Regions from separate parts of the Sus scrofa genome. Here region 2 is linked to region 1. Evidence: chromatin contacts called from public Hi-C data. All regions are on one chromosome and are shown on one strand. The core of a region is the stretch at or near the end of the contact, and the rest is flanking DNA. Distances in the headings are between cores, read along the strand shown. Region 1 overlaps XPNPEP1 (xaa-Pro aminopeptidase 1). Region 2 overlaps ADD3 (gamma-adducin).

Region 1 (7,196 bases), core at 568-3,067:
AATCTTTAAGTAACTAGCAGGTCAACAGCCGGGCCAGAATCTGGTCTGTCTGAGACCAGAGCCACTGCTCCTTTTACTGTTCATAGGTCTTCCCTGAGCCAAAGGACCTGGCAGGGTCAGGAATGCTTAGGATAGAGAATGGGGCCACTGGCTGACCCCAAGGCATTTTAATTTTAAGTGACATGATGTATGAGGAAAAAAGGCTCCCATATCCCACTCCTGCCCTGTGGGTAAGAACTGTTCCCTTCCCCGAGGCAGCCACAATCACAACCTCATACCAGTCACAAGACCACAATCCAGAGAGGTGCTGGAAGGGCCAGCAGAAAGAACCATGAAGACAGGAAGAAGGAGCTCTGGGAGCTGCAGGCCACACCCCCTCTGGCAGGCCAGCTATGTGGTCTGCAACAGGCCCCCTTGCCCCTATGTGGTCACTCCCAGCCTCAGCCCCTCACTCCTACAATGGGTCATTTCACACTGCTGAATGCAATAGCAGGCAAATGTTCTATCCCCAAAACACACAGGAACACTGACCAGACAGCACTAAGGACACAGAAAGAAATGGCCACCAGCATCATTTATTAACTGTATATTAACCCAGTAATTACTGAGTGCAAGACTGAAAAAAAAGAGAGAGAGAGAAAAACAAAAAATGCCAAAATGGGGGAATGGGTTCCCACCCTTATCCTAGGACTATTGTGAGAACAGTAAGTGAATGTTTAAAACAACTCACCACAACCTGAGAGTGCCTCGTACACGCAACAGAAAAGATAATATTAATCCCTTCTTCCTGGGTGGTGGAAAGTGTCTAAGAGGCTTGGAAAACTAAGTTAACAAAAACAATCCTTGTGCTAAAAATCAGAGTGCCCAACAGGGAAGACACAGAGGGGACACGCTTGACCGACCAGAAGGTTCCCCTGTCCTGGGGCTCACCCACCTGACAGACCACAGTGACGATGAGGCAAGGGGCTGGCAAAGAAGGAACTGCAGGCAAGGTGGGGAAGCCTACTGGGGAAGCCTACAGGGCCCCACAAAGGTCTACCTAGAGTTGCCCCTCAGCAAAGGCAGGAGAAGAGAAGTGGAATTAACAGCAGGTGGACGTGTTTGGTTTGGGAACAAGATGAGGGCTGGGGCAAGAATGTCTAGACATGACCTAAGTGGTCAACATGCCAGAAAGACATCGCTGACCAAAGCTGTCACCTCCACATAACAGGATAAAGCAGAGGCCAGACAAGCCTGGGCCTCCCACTCTTTCCCCCCGGCCATGAAGCTGGCAAAGCCCAGGACCATTGTCCCCAGAGAGCAGCAGAAGGTCTAAAGTAAGCCAAAGCTGGAGCATACTAGGAAAAGGCACAAAGAAACACAGCTGTTGGCTTCTCTAAAACTGTCCATTTCTCTCCATCTCTAACATGCCCCAGTCCAAGGCTTCCTCATCGCTACCTGGACCACTGCCCCTGCAATCCACTCTTCACACACAGTGAGCTTTTCAAAATGTGTGTACATTTATATCATGTTAGCATCCTGCTTAAAACCCTGCAATGACCTCCCATCATCTTAGGATAAAGTCCAAACCCCAGCCCAGTCCCCAAGGCACAAATGAACAATCCAGCAAGCAAAATAAGACAGATATCAGTAAAACATTAGCCCTAATAAAAAGCCACATAAATTATGCTACATATGCAGAATGGTATCTGCCAGTTTCAACCTCAGATCTGCCTGGAATCCATCAGGCCAAGCTCAGAGGTTTGACCTGGGCCAGCACAGACAGGGGAGGAGAAGCAGGAAGGCAATCCAGGGAGGAGGACAAGTTCAAGAAGGCCCAGAAGCAAGAGGTTTGTGGCAGGACAGCATGCAACTAGCCTGACTGCTGGGACAGGAAGTTGAAGGGAGTGGCAGCAAAGATCCTTGGGAAGGCAGGCTGAAGACAATGGTCAAGGACCTCAAACATCACACTAAGAGGCTTGAACTTTATCCTGCAAGTTCCAGAAGGAGAATAAAAGTTCAAGAAGGGGTGGTGACATGGGTTTTAAGAAGAATGAGCAACATGGCCACATGCAGATGGAACGGGGCAAGCCAGGCAGATGGCTGGGTGCCAAAATAAGCTGGCCCGAAGTTATATGGGCCCTGAGGTGAGATCTTTCCCCTCCCCGGCACAGTGCCTCAGACACACCAGGCACTCAACAAAAATGAAACCGAAAGAGTAAAAGGCTATGTGTTCACAGGAAGTCCCAGAAGTTAGACTGGGAATAGGAGACGAGAGCTACCGGACCCCAAATACTAAGGTTACTCCCCTTCTCTGGCATTTTCTTCTCTCTTAAATGAAACCAAACCAAGGTATGTGGGAAAACAGATAGCTGCCCAAAGATTCATGCCCTTTCCTCAGTGTACAGTCACTGAAAAGTGGTTGGTTGCCCCTCCAGAACTTCGTTTCTCAGCCCCCCCTTGCATCTAGGTGGGGTCACGTGACCAGCTCTCAGCCCTAAAATGTGGGTGGAAAGTGATGTCTGAGTCAGGGCGAAGACAGACGTGTCTCCTGCGTACGCCTTCCCTTCTGCCTGCTGGAGCAGTGGCATTGTAGGGTGGAAAGTGCCTGGATCCCTGAATCACCCATCTATCTAGTGGAAGAAAGTTACCCACCAACCAGGAACACTCACTGCTACGTGAACAAGAAATAAGGCTCCACGGCACCAAGTCACCAAAACTTTGAGATGGGTTACTGCAGCTAGCCTTACTCCAATTAATACAGTGGATAAAATCACCGTGGGATAAAAGTCACCACCTCCACCCCAGGAGAGAGCCCATTTAAGAACTACAAAACAGGAAGCCAACTCCTGGAGGAATGGGAGTAGGATCCAAAGAGTTTAGGAAAATCTGATTCATGTCTTCCAGAAGGAGGAACTATAAACACAGCCAAAAACTCAAGTTGGCAGAGTCACCCCAGCAAGAACGTGATCCTTTGACTAAGCAGAGCCCAAAAAGCAGAATAAGGGGCCTTACAGAAGGAGAGGATGAAGAGTTCAAATTTCTCAAAGGTAGTGCCAACGCAGTTCTGGCCCCAACGAATGGTTCCCCTGGTTTGGGGCCAGTGGTACCCACAAATCCCAACATTTGACTGAGATGGTTCATGAAAGCACCCAGATTACAAGAAAGAATGGACAATTCCTCACTGAAAAAGTCCCCCTGGGCCCAAACTCATTAACAGCACAACCCTTGTTCTGAGTTGAAGAGGAAAAACCCTTAGAGCTGCAGAGGACAGGAAGGGGCAGACCCCTGGAGTGCCAAGTCCTTGCACAATGATGCATTTGGGGTGCATATTCTCTCTAACACGCAACAGTGTGTGGGTGTGTGTATTTGTGTTTTGGAAAGTACAAAGGACCGAATTCAAGATTCCTCTTCATTTCTCCAACACCCTCCCTCCCCCACCCGTAGGAGAAATTCCATCAACCCAGCATCTAGCCTGAAATGAAACAATTAGGAACAAGAGCCTCAGAGAACAGCAGCCTCTCTATTACTGAGGAGGCTGTTGCGGCAGGTCACACACAAAGCCAAGCCTTCCTCCTCAACCTCACAGTCCTGGCAAGGACCCAGAGTCCCACTTAACAGCTGTCTCGCCTGTGCCCCACCCCCTCCACAGAACAGAACCAAGGAATGCGGAGCTTCTCATTCCTTTCTGTGGATGGCACCACAGACCCTCTCAGCTTCCAAATTTTTCAATCTCCTCGGCCATCCATGCTGGATCTATCCGCTGCTTCTCCTCCACGTCCTTCCCGCTTCTCTGCTCCCAGCACCCAGGCCCTCTGTACACCAACTGTGGGATCCTGCAACGGCCTCTGAACAGGTTTCAGTTCCCAGTGTCTCCCTTTTCCACCCCACCTGAACACTGCTCCCAGGAATGGATCGTGTCACTCCCTTGTTCAAAGACCTTCCGTGGGTCCCGAATGTCTAATAAAAACCTAAATTCTTGACTCTGGCGGCTCCTAAGTGGCCCTGACCAGATCCCTTATTATTCTTTCTTCTTTAAGGTTATCATATATATTCATGTTCTCCTACTTCCATGGATTTGCCCACAGTATTTCTTACACCTCTCTATCTCCAAGCACGCCAATCCTATCTGTTCACATTCCAACTTAAATGCACTTCCTGGGAGTTCCCTGGCTGTCTAGAGGTTAGGATTTGGCACTTGCATCACCACAGCCAGGGTTCAATTCCTGGTCTGGGAACTGAGACCCCACGTCAAGCCGCTGCATGCCATGGCCAAATAAGTAAATAAATAAAAATGCACTTCCATCATGAAGCCTTCTTGACTCTGCCAGCTCAAAATATTCCTTCTCACCTATGAGTTCAGTTCACACTTGATCTAAATCTGTGCTGGCCTTTAACAGTACACACTGAATGCATGTAGCTACTGAGCAATTAAAATATGGCTAATGTGACTGAGAAACTGAATGTTTATTTCATTTTAATTAATGTAAATGTAAATTTTAAAACTGATGCTTAAGACTCCATTATTACAAAACTTCACAGGTTTAGAACAACTTTGGTATGTAAGTCCATTTTTTTCAACTGTAAATTTTATGAAATCTAAATAAAGATGACATATTTCCAATGAACATTCCACATTCCAGTTGAGATGATTTGTAATGAAATACATACTGGAACTGAAGACTTAGTAGGAAAAAAGGAATGTAAACTATCTCATTAATAATTTTCAATACTGGTGATGTGTTGAAATGATCATATTTTGGACATACTGGGGTAAATAAAATGTATTACTAAAAATAATTCCACTGTTCCTTTCACTTTTTTTTTTTTACTATGGCTATTACAATATTTAAGACTACATACGTGTCTCATATTTTTCTACTACACAATGCTGAGTTCTTTCCTGTGACATTTACTGGTTGTACTTTGTGTGAGCATTTGCAGCTGGTACCATCTACTCTTTCATCTCTTTAAGGGGATAGTCCCCCTCATTCATTTCCATAACGGTAATAATAACAATAATAGCTAATATAATGAGACTTGTCAGGTGACAGACAAGCTTTATTAAGCATTTACATCTATTAACTCTAATCCTAACAACAGCCCTAAGAGGTAAATACGTCGCTGTCCTTTTCTAGCAGATGGGGAAACTGAGACCCAGAGGGCTTAACTGACACTTGGGAGTTTGAGGTAATTTACTTGAGGTCAAGCAGCTAGTTAAGTGGCAAATCTGGCACCTGAACCCAGTCTCTAAAGCCCATATGCTTACCTACATGCTAACTGCTTGCCCTCTACAACTGTCCCAGTACTTAGCTTTCAGATAACAGTCAGGAAATATGCACCAAATAAACAAAATACAGCTTCTCCCAACTCGCAAGGCAGATGGCTAAACTACAGCAACAGAAATGACTGTTAAAAATTATAAAAGAAAAATGGGTAGGAGGGCAGTGGTGAGGGGGTGAGGGAGAAAAGAACAGTAAGAGTATAAGAACATAAATTTGTGAAGCCTAAACAAATAGTGACTTCTGCAATAAAAGAGACAGCTAATATCAAGCAAGCTTAACTTTTCGTGTTTTCAGGATGTTTCTGGAAAACACATTTTTCCAGGATTAGAGGTTCAGCTTCCTCATCTAGGGAGAAATTATCCAATTCTGAGATTCCAGATCCATTAGCTGGAGAAGAAACACTGAGGGAAAGCCTGGAACATTGCCTGTGTTTGGTCAGTGTCACTGCCATTCCCAAAGTTGAATAAGAAATTGCTTTGGGTGTATTAGGCCACACCTAATGTCAAAGACAGAGAATTCTTAAAAATTCATCAGTGTATTAGACCATAAGCCAGCTTTATGATTTAAAAAATAAAAAAGGGGGGCTCAGGAACAGCACCCAGGACCAAGAACATCAAGATAAATTTGACTTGGCTATAAGAATGTCTTCTGTGGGTAAACATACAGATTTCATCCTAACTCCAGGCAAAGGAAAACTGAAACTGAAATACCAACACTACAAAGCTTCTAACACACCCTTAACTGAAAACCTTCAAAGGTTAATGCAAGTAATATTCACAAGTCAAATCTTTCCATTCAGTGAGGCCTCATCTGGAGGTAAAGATTCACAAATAAAGCAGAACTATTAGGAGTTTGGCTGGGGCTCCATGGCAGCCTGTGAGATCCTTTCAAAGGAGAGACCCAATTTCAGATGACAGCATGCCGGTGTTGTAAGGATTAACAGGGTAAGGCATTCCCTGATAGCTAGCGGGTAAAATATTACTTCTGGGTGTGTCTGTGTGGCTGTTTCTGGAAAAGATTAACAATTGAATTGGTGAACCCAATAAAGATTGCCCTCACTGATATACATGGCAGCATCTAATCTGCGGAGGGCAAATTAAAGGAGGAAGGGCAAATTTGTTCTCTTTTGACTGAGATGACATCCATCTTTTCCTGCTCTCGGACTTCTGCATTCCTGGTTCTCAGGCCTTTGACTTGAATAGGGACTTACACCACCGGTGCCCTCTGCAAGCTGAAGAACCAGAAAAGCCAGTGGTGTGATTCCAGTTCAAATTTGAAGACCCCACGAACCAGGGGAGCTGATGCTGTATGAGCCAATGTCTCATAATGTCTTTTTGTTCCCCCGCCCCCCTCTTTCTACACACACACACGCACACACACACACATACACACACACGTACATACATATACATCCTACTGGTTCTGTCTCTCTGGAGAACCTACTGACACAAGAATTTACAGATGACCTCAAAAAAACTGCTATATCATGTGCTCCACCATCCTGCCCAATACTGAGATAGAACAGCTACAGTCAAATCAGACCACGGCAACTGCCTAATGCTTGAAAGGCAGACAATGAAAAACACTACAGGCGACTCCAGCAGAGAATCCACGTGACTGGAAGCCCAAGTCCAAAGGCTAAAGCCCAGGGCTGACAGAAGGCAGGGAAGAACCCATCAGAGAAGCCCCAGGCAGGAGAAGAAAAAAGGAGCTCCCTGAACACAAGGCCAAGGTCTGCCCTCCTCAGGGTAGTGCATCAGCAATATAAAGGTCCAGACCTCTGCCTCTTCATCTGTCAACTAATTCTTCCACAAACTATCAAAAACTAGATATTATACACTGGAAACAAGCAAGCCAGGGCCAAATGAAAAAGTTTTCAGTGAGAACCTACTGGACACAGGTCCCTATGCCTAGCCCTGAAGGATAAACTCA
Region 2 (7,363 bases), core at 2,669-5,168, 160 kb after region 1:
TTTATATTGGGAATTAAAATTATTTTTGAAGGTTACATTGCAACTGAAGTTGAGGATTTTTGCCCCTTTCACAACAATAGTAGATATAAGTTTTAGAAGTAGAAGAATACCCTTCCTCATTCTTTGTGAAGACATGGAATTTTTTGCAAAATAATTCCAGGATTTGGGATAGGAAGTAAAAAATGATATTGTGGTTTAGGATGTTAATTTGTCTTACCAAGAATTAGCAGAGGCAGTGGGAAATGGACAAATCAGATTTTTCATCTAGTCAACACTGATTAGATTCACAAAAGCATTGAATTTGAAACCACTAACATCAATTTAAAATCCAAGATCCAGTACCTCCAACCTCTACCAAGTGAAACTTGAAGTCACTTTATAGCCCACCTTCCTCAGAGGTACCCTCACCATGTATCTAGAACAAATGGAGAACTCTTTCTTTTAATTGCTTTTCTTCTGCTTCCAAAGGGGACTATTTTGACGTGGCTATACTAGTGCGAAGATGGAATTATAATTAGATTACTTCTGTTTTTCCAGACCCTTGTCTTTATTAGAAAGTTGTTTGGATTCCTGTGGTCAGTGTTATAAGGAAACACTAGGTTATTAACAGTTTCCAATGATTTCCTCAAGAGTTCCTTTGGTTGCAAAAGCTTTTGATGCCTTTGTTGATAAGAGGTAGGGTGATGGTAGTGACTCAGTGAAACAGATTCTTAAGAAATCTCTGATACTTGCATATTCTTCCCTCATAACCCCAGTGCTCCCCTTCACCACCCCATCCCACCCAACACTTTTCTAACTGGTTATTATGTGATAACTAACTTTTCTCGAACGTGTTTTATTGTACTTCCATATCCAAAAATAATTGCCTGCAGTTTCCCTAATAGTTTGCTCTGAAAAATTCTCCTTCCTTTGAAAATATGCAGGAAAGCATTTTTACTTAACCAAGAGGTGGTTTTGTTCTTTGCCACTAAATCTTTTATCTCTCTACTCATAGATGAGAGAAAGATGTCTTAAACTTGTAATGTATTTTTTCTAACATGGGTTGAACTTTGTACATAAATACATCAAAAGATATTAAATGTATTGTTTGGTTAACAGGCAATATACTATAATGAATGTTTCTGCCATCTTAGAAATGGTAATTTTGTGGTTTCTGTTTATGTATGATGTTACTTTTCCAATATGTTATTTTAAAATCATGGACTATTACAAAGTATTTTCTTGGGACATACTATTGGTAATTTTGTGGTTTCTGTTTATGTGTGATGTTACTTTTCCAATATGTTATTTTAAAATCGTGGACTATTACAAAGTATCTTCTTGGGACATACTATTAAGCATTTAGAATATTCACTTTGAAAAAAAAATATGTATACTAAAAACTCAGTATGGTGGATATTACAACACATGGTATAAATATTGAGAAATGCTTGTGATTCACATGTAAGTTGAAAACAACCAGGAAGGGATCAATGACATGTCTGAAGGATTTGGCTACAATCTGATGAGCAGAAGGCTCTTGGATATAGTGAACTGGAAGAGCACAAGGGTTTATAAGTTCAGTAATGACAGGCTTTCTAGATACAACTTTTAAGATATTATCAAATACATACTCTAAAAGATTTTTTGCAGATCTAGAATGGGAGCAGGTCTAGAATGGGAACTCTAAAATTTATAATTCACCTTTTAATTTTAAATGCAGGGAATGCCCTTTCATGGGGAAAATTTATGTAGAAGTTCCCTTTGCCGCTCAGTGAGTTAGGAACCCAGTGTAGTCAACGTTAGTCTCCATAAGGATGCAGGTTCGATCCTTGACCTTGCTTGGTGGGTTAAGGATCCTGAGTTGCTGCAAACTATGGTGTAAGTTGCACATGTGGCTTGGATTTGATATGGCTGTGGCTGTGGCATAGGCCTCAGCTGCAGCTCCAATTTGACCTCTAGCCTGGGAACCTCCATATGCCTCAAGTATGAGCGTAAAAAGAAAAAAAAAAAGTATATAAAAATTAAAGGGGTTATATTTTGCTTTATAAAGGACTTTAATTTTGTTCTTTTGCCTTTTGTGTCCTTTAATTCCACAGTATTATTAATAATAGCTACCTTTGGATTTGGGCATTTCCTAATGATTTTGCCTCTGTTCTTCCCATTGAGAACCAAAATGTTTTGATTTTGGATTATTTTATTTTTCCCAAACATATACTTAAGTTAGTGGTGCCTAACCCCTTCTTGCTAGTTTGAACCCAAGTGTGACTTTTTGATAACTAAGATTAAAAAATAATAATAATAAGCAAAATTTTTAAACAATTAAATTCTTAATGCTATGATTAATTGTATTATAGAATCACTCTTACATGCTTAATGTGTGTCAGCATATCCAGGATGACTCTTCTGTCCCCACTTTGTTTCTCTCAGATGAACACAGATATCCTAGCAGGAGGCAAAAATGACAGGCTTGCTAGCCACCCTGCAGGGATTATATTTTGGCCTGGGTGAGGAGGAGTTGCTGATGTATATAGCAAGTAGATCTCACCTTCCCACTGAGAAAACTGCCCTGTACCCACAATGAATCTTCTTACTTTGGGTTGGTAGGATTGGGAGAAGAATATAGAGGAATTTTTTCCCAGAGATTGTTTATCTTCATTTCTTCAAAGACCCAAAGTTGAGAACCAATGCACTAATTCACTAGTACTCAAATATGACTATTCTCTGAAGTCATCTAGGAAGCTTAAAAAATTCTGATGTTTGGGTCTCACCTTCCAAGATTCTGGTGTAGATGGTATATACAGAATGCAGCCTGGGTATTGAGATCTTTTTAAAAACTCATGTGATTCTGTTTTGCAATAAAGTTTTAAAGTCACTGCTCTATTTAGTGCATCAAAACTAGGCAAAGAAATTTTTAAAACATATCTTTCACAATTGTGAATAATGTAAGTTTGAGGAGGGCACGTACCTTGTACTCTACTGTGTCTCAAACATTAAAATGGTATCTGATGCAGAAGTGGCACTCAGAATATTTTGTTGAGTAAAAGAATACGCTTATTAAGAATTAGTGTAATTTATTCAAAGAATAAACCATTCAAACATCAATTCTTTGAAATAATCTGAACCATAAGAACTAGTGATAAGCTAGTGATGAAACACGGATACATTTTGTATGTGTGTGTAGAAGAAAAACTGAAACTAGATATTTATTTTTAAAAATATAAATAAAGATCCCTGTGTGACTATAAAGTGCCAATATGTTCTTATTCCCCTTAAGTGTATTTGCACTTTAGATAACCCACTGGGACAAAAAGATTATCCCACTGAGGCTAACGCCTACCATGAAACATTTCCTTTATTTAGTTGTTTTCTTCTTTATCTCTTGAAAAAGATTTTTTCTGCTTGCTGTATTCATGTGTTTTGCTTTTCCTGTCTGTGTGAGTGTGTGTGTATATGAGTATGTGTGTGTGTGTTTAATAAAGGCAATGCTCTGTTTCCTTCCTTCAGGAAACACCTTTTTTTCTGCTTGATACAGTTTCTGTCATTTCTACCTTAATGTGATCTAAGAAGTCATCCTTTTCCTGTGAAAAGGAAATTTCCCAACTGTGTTCATAAGTTGCAGCGCCTGCTGTGGCAGAGAGCAAAATCTCAGGAAGAGCTCTTTCTCCCTATTCCACGTGTTCTTTTATTGCTTTTGCCATGTAGCTGATCTTTTTATTTCGAATGTGTACCATCTAATTGACAAGATAGTGGCTTTGTATTTGAGAGTGAGCTCTGTGTTTGTGGGTCAGACCCATGGTGTAACACTTTGTGCACTGGGGCAATACTAGTGCACTCTTCTCCTATTGATTCAAAAGGTAAGCTGGGGAAATGAAGCAGTTAAAAGAGGTGTTCTTTTGAAAGTAATTCTATAGTGTTTTCTTGGTTAAAATGCTTACCACTTCCTCCCTTCTCTAAACACACCCATCTGAGCACATCACTATTTCCTTTGTTTTGAGCCTCTCTTATTTATATATGCAGAACTACCATTTGGAATATGATCTCCTGTTGATTCACCTGAACACCTCTGATTAGCATCTAAGTACTCAGCTAACTGACTTTGCAGTATCACAAACCCCTTCTAAAGTGGGGCTATAGGAAGGATCTGCTATGGTACTGTTGCATTATCATTGGTTCCAGATAACACTGGTTTGCTTTTGCTCACATTGCTGCTGGTGCCTAGAAGATTCTCTCTCTGCTACTTTGTTTGGCTAATACATACTCTTTCGAATTATAATTTGTAAATCAAATACTTACAATTTATGTCTCATAAATTATTGTAATCGCATGTTATCTCTATTATAAAATGTTCCCTTTCTACCTCTTTTGCCCTGGCCTGGGTTAGGAGCCTTGTTTGTGAGCTCACATAGTATCCTGCAAAGGATATAAAAGGAAATTCTATTTTTTAGTTATATTTTGATACCATGGAAACAGCTTTCACAAATGGGAGACTAAAGATCATTCGTACAAGTATGAATTTCTTAAGACAAGGCTGGTTTTGTCATTTTTACTACAACCTCTTTCCTCAGAAGAGTATAACTAACATGGGTTTTTTTGGGGGGGACATTACGATTAAAGGTTATTTTTATGGACTCTCAAAATACTTGTCAGCCATAGACTTACTGACACTTCATCACGGCCATTTGAATGGGTGTGTTCAACATGGGCCTGGTTAAATCGTGTGTGTTGGATATGTGAAGTGAAGGGAACAGAATTGAAGCATGGGAACATTTATACTTTTTAGATTGCTACTTCCTGTTCAGCTAAGCAGTGTCCTTTAACTTTGCTGTTAGCTTAGGAGATAGTCCCGTAAGCTTGACAGATCACAGCTGTATCCTGTACTTCATGTGAAAATGTATTTGCTTTCCCTCCTATTCATTTTTCTTATTTCCTAATACACTAAAGTTTATTCTAATGTTTCATGGAGCAAGAGGCTGGATATATGCCCAAATTAGAATGTGAACAATGGTTAAATAATAGCTTAGAGGCAGAGAATTAATTAAAAATGAGATATGTGTGATACAAAAACTGAATGACGGGGGGAACCTCCTCTGAGTGAATGTTTTAAAGAAGGTCTCAAGAACATTTGGAAGTTTTAGTGCTGTAACAGAGGCAGTTCTATTTCTTGTATTAACCACACAATTCTTGTATAACGAATCAAATACTGATTCTGTTTTCTAACCATTCCATCATTTTATTCTCTCTCAGAGCTTTAGAACAACCTCAGGATATTATTCTTTGATCTTACCGTCTTAAAAATCTTTGATTGCCACTGGAACAATACTGATTATCCCAAGCTCCTTCCTTCTTTGGGATTTTATACTCTAATGTCTGTTTAATCCTAATACACTGGTAAGTTGCTCTCCTTAGTGCAAATTCATTTCTTGACATTGGACATATAGCTTGGAAATACTTTTTAGATCTCATCTTGGTTGAGGTGGAGTGTTTCATTGATGATTCAGCAGAATGACAGGCTACAAGTTCCATGGGAGAGAGGATTCCAATTTTGTAAAAGTGGAAAGAGTACTGGCCTGAAGTCAGGTAATAAGTATTCTGTGACCTTAGGTAGTGGTCTTATGGACCTAAATTCTCACCGGTGAAAAGGGAGAATAGGACTAGATGACCTTTAAGGTCCCTTCAGCCATAGTTGACATATATGGAGCAGGAATGCTCAGCTAGGACAAAATGCAGTTGCCTCTATCATTATATTAAAGGCTGTTACTTCCAGACACCCACCGTTGGTGAAAAGAAGGTAAGCCAACTTTTTTATTTAGAAGGATGAAGCCACAGTGTTCCAGATGGCTCCAGCAGAGCCACAGAATACAGCCAAATAGACAGGTAATGCCAGTGGCCTCCTGACAGTGTAGGTAGTGGACAGGGGCTCATGGATTGACTTATTCAGTGACACTCTTTTATTGGTATAGCACAGTCTAGAAAAGGATTGTCTTTTGTGATACTGCTGATTGGTCTTGAGGAAGTCTTAGAGAATTGACTGGAGTTAAGCCTTCCTTTGGGAACATAGAATGAGAGAGTATTCAGAAGTATTTTCATAAGGAGTGAAGCAGATTGGTACTTATACTTCACATAGAGTAAACTTCTTATAGTGCACATAATTGCTGTAATACACAGATGAAATCTAGGTGCTTGTAGAGGAATAAAGAATATCCATTTGCATGGAGAGCTACCATGACAAATGGACTGGCTAAAGAAAGATTAAAATACATATATATATATATATATATATATATAGTTGAGGTATAACTGACATACAACAGTATGTTAGTTTTAGGTATATAACATAATGATTCAATATTTGTATATGCTTTTTTTGCTACAGAGAGGAGGCTTTTCTTTCTTTTAAATTGTTTTAATTTTTTTCAAACCTTTAAATGTAAGTTTAACATAACACAGAAAAGTGCACAAATCATAAGGTATAGCTTGGTGAATATGCAAAAGCAAACCTAGATCAAGAAATGGGACAGGAGTTCCCATCGTGGCTCAGTGGTTAACGAATCCGACTAGGAACCATGAGGTTGCGGGTTCAATCCCTGGCCTTGATTAAAGGATTAAGGATCCAGTGGGTTAAGGATCAAGTGGGTTAAGGATCCAGTGTTGCTGTGAGCTGTGGTGCAGTTTACAGACGCGGCTTGGATCCCGCATTGCTGTGGCTGTGGTGTAGTCGGTGGCTACAGCTCCGATTCGACCCCTAGCCTGGAAACCTCCATATGCCATGGGAGTGGCCCAAGAAATGGCAAAAAAAAAAAAAGGAAATGGGACACTAGGAACACCCTAATGTATCTCCTCAGGTATCACTCCGGCCCTGCAAGGTAGCCACAATCCTGACAGGCCACAGGTTAACACTACCTGCATCTGAGTTTTGTATAAATGTGATCATGCAATATCTGTTCTTTTGTATTTGGCTTCTTTTGTTCAACATTTTTTCCCATGTTACTGCTTATAACAACAGTTCATTCTCATTGTGTACCTTACATTTTATGAACATACAATCATCTACCCATTTCTTTGATGGGCATTCAGATTGTTTCTAGTTTTGGGCTATTGAAAACTTCTGCCATGGGCATTGTTGTTTATGTTTTTGTTGTTCATATGTATGTTTTTCTGTTGGATGTATTCCTAGGAGAGGAGTGGCTGAATTCCAGGGCAGGTGTGTGTCCAGCTTTTTTAGATAATGCCAAACAGTTTTCCAAAATATTTGTACTAATTGCACAAGGACTTGCAGCGTTTAAGAGCTCCAGATGCACCACATCCTTGCCAATACCTGATATTAAGTTTTTTTGTGTTTGTTTTCATTTTAACCTTTCTGATGGGTAGATAGCTGTATCTC

Evidence for each region. A called contact is a pair of places that touch in the nucleus more often than the background predicts.
Region 2: a Hi-C map of liver shows a contact between it and region 1, with 2.9 times the contacts expected there. The contact joins two enhancer-like sites. A contact is called at or near these places in 3 of 47 Hi-C or Micro-C datasets (embryonic fibroblasts, liver and skeletal muscle) and 2 of 2 datasets of contacts at active chromatin or transcription factors (alveolar macrophages and skeletal muscle).

What each region holds. Positions count from the first base shown.
Region 1 is chr14:120,344,489-120,351,684 of Sscrofa11.1, forward strand. All of the region lies in intron 3 of XPNPEP1 (xaa-Pro aminopeptidase 1), which reads right to left. Among named protein-coding and RNA genes, the nearest start is that of XPNPEP1, 20 kb to the right of the region's middle. Within about 2 kb of position 1,818, at least 40 of the 83 cell types and tissues checked have an H3K27ac peak or open chromatin away from gene starts, as enhancers often do. A contact at or near this core is called in alveolar macrophages and liver, where this site is marked.
Region 2 is chr14:120,507,128-120,514,490 of Sscrofa11.1, forward strand. The region is part of intron 1 of ADD3 (gamma-adducin); the gene reads left to right. Among named protein-coding and RNA genes, the nearest start is that of ADD3, 59 kb to the left of the region's middle. Within about 2 kb of position 3,919, at least 15 of the 83 cell types and tissues checked have an H3K27ac peak or open chromatin away from gene starts, as enhancers often do. A contact at or near this core is called in alveolar macrophages and liver, where this site is marked.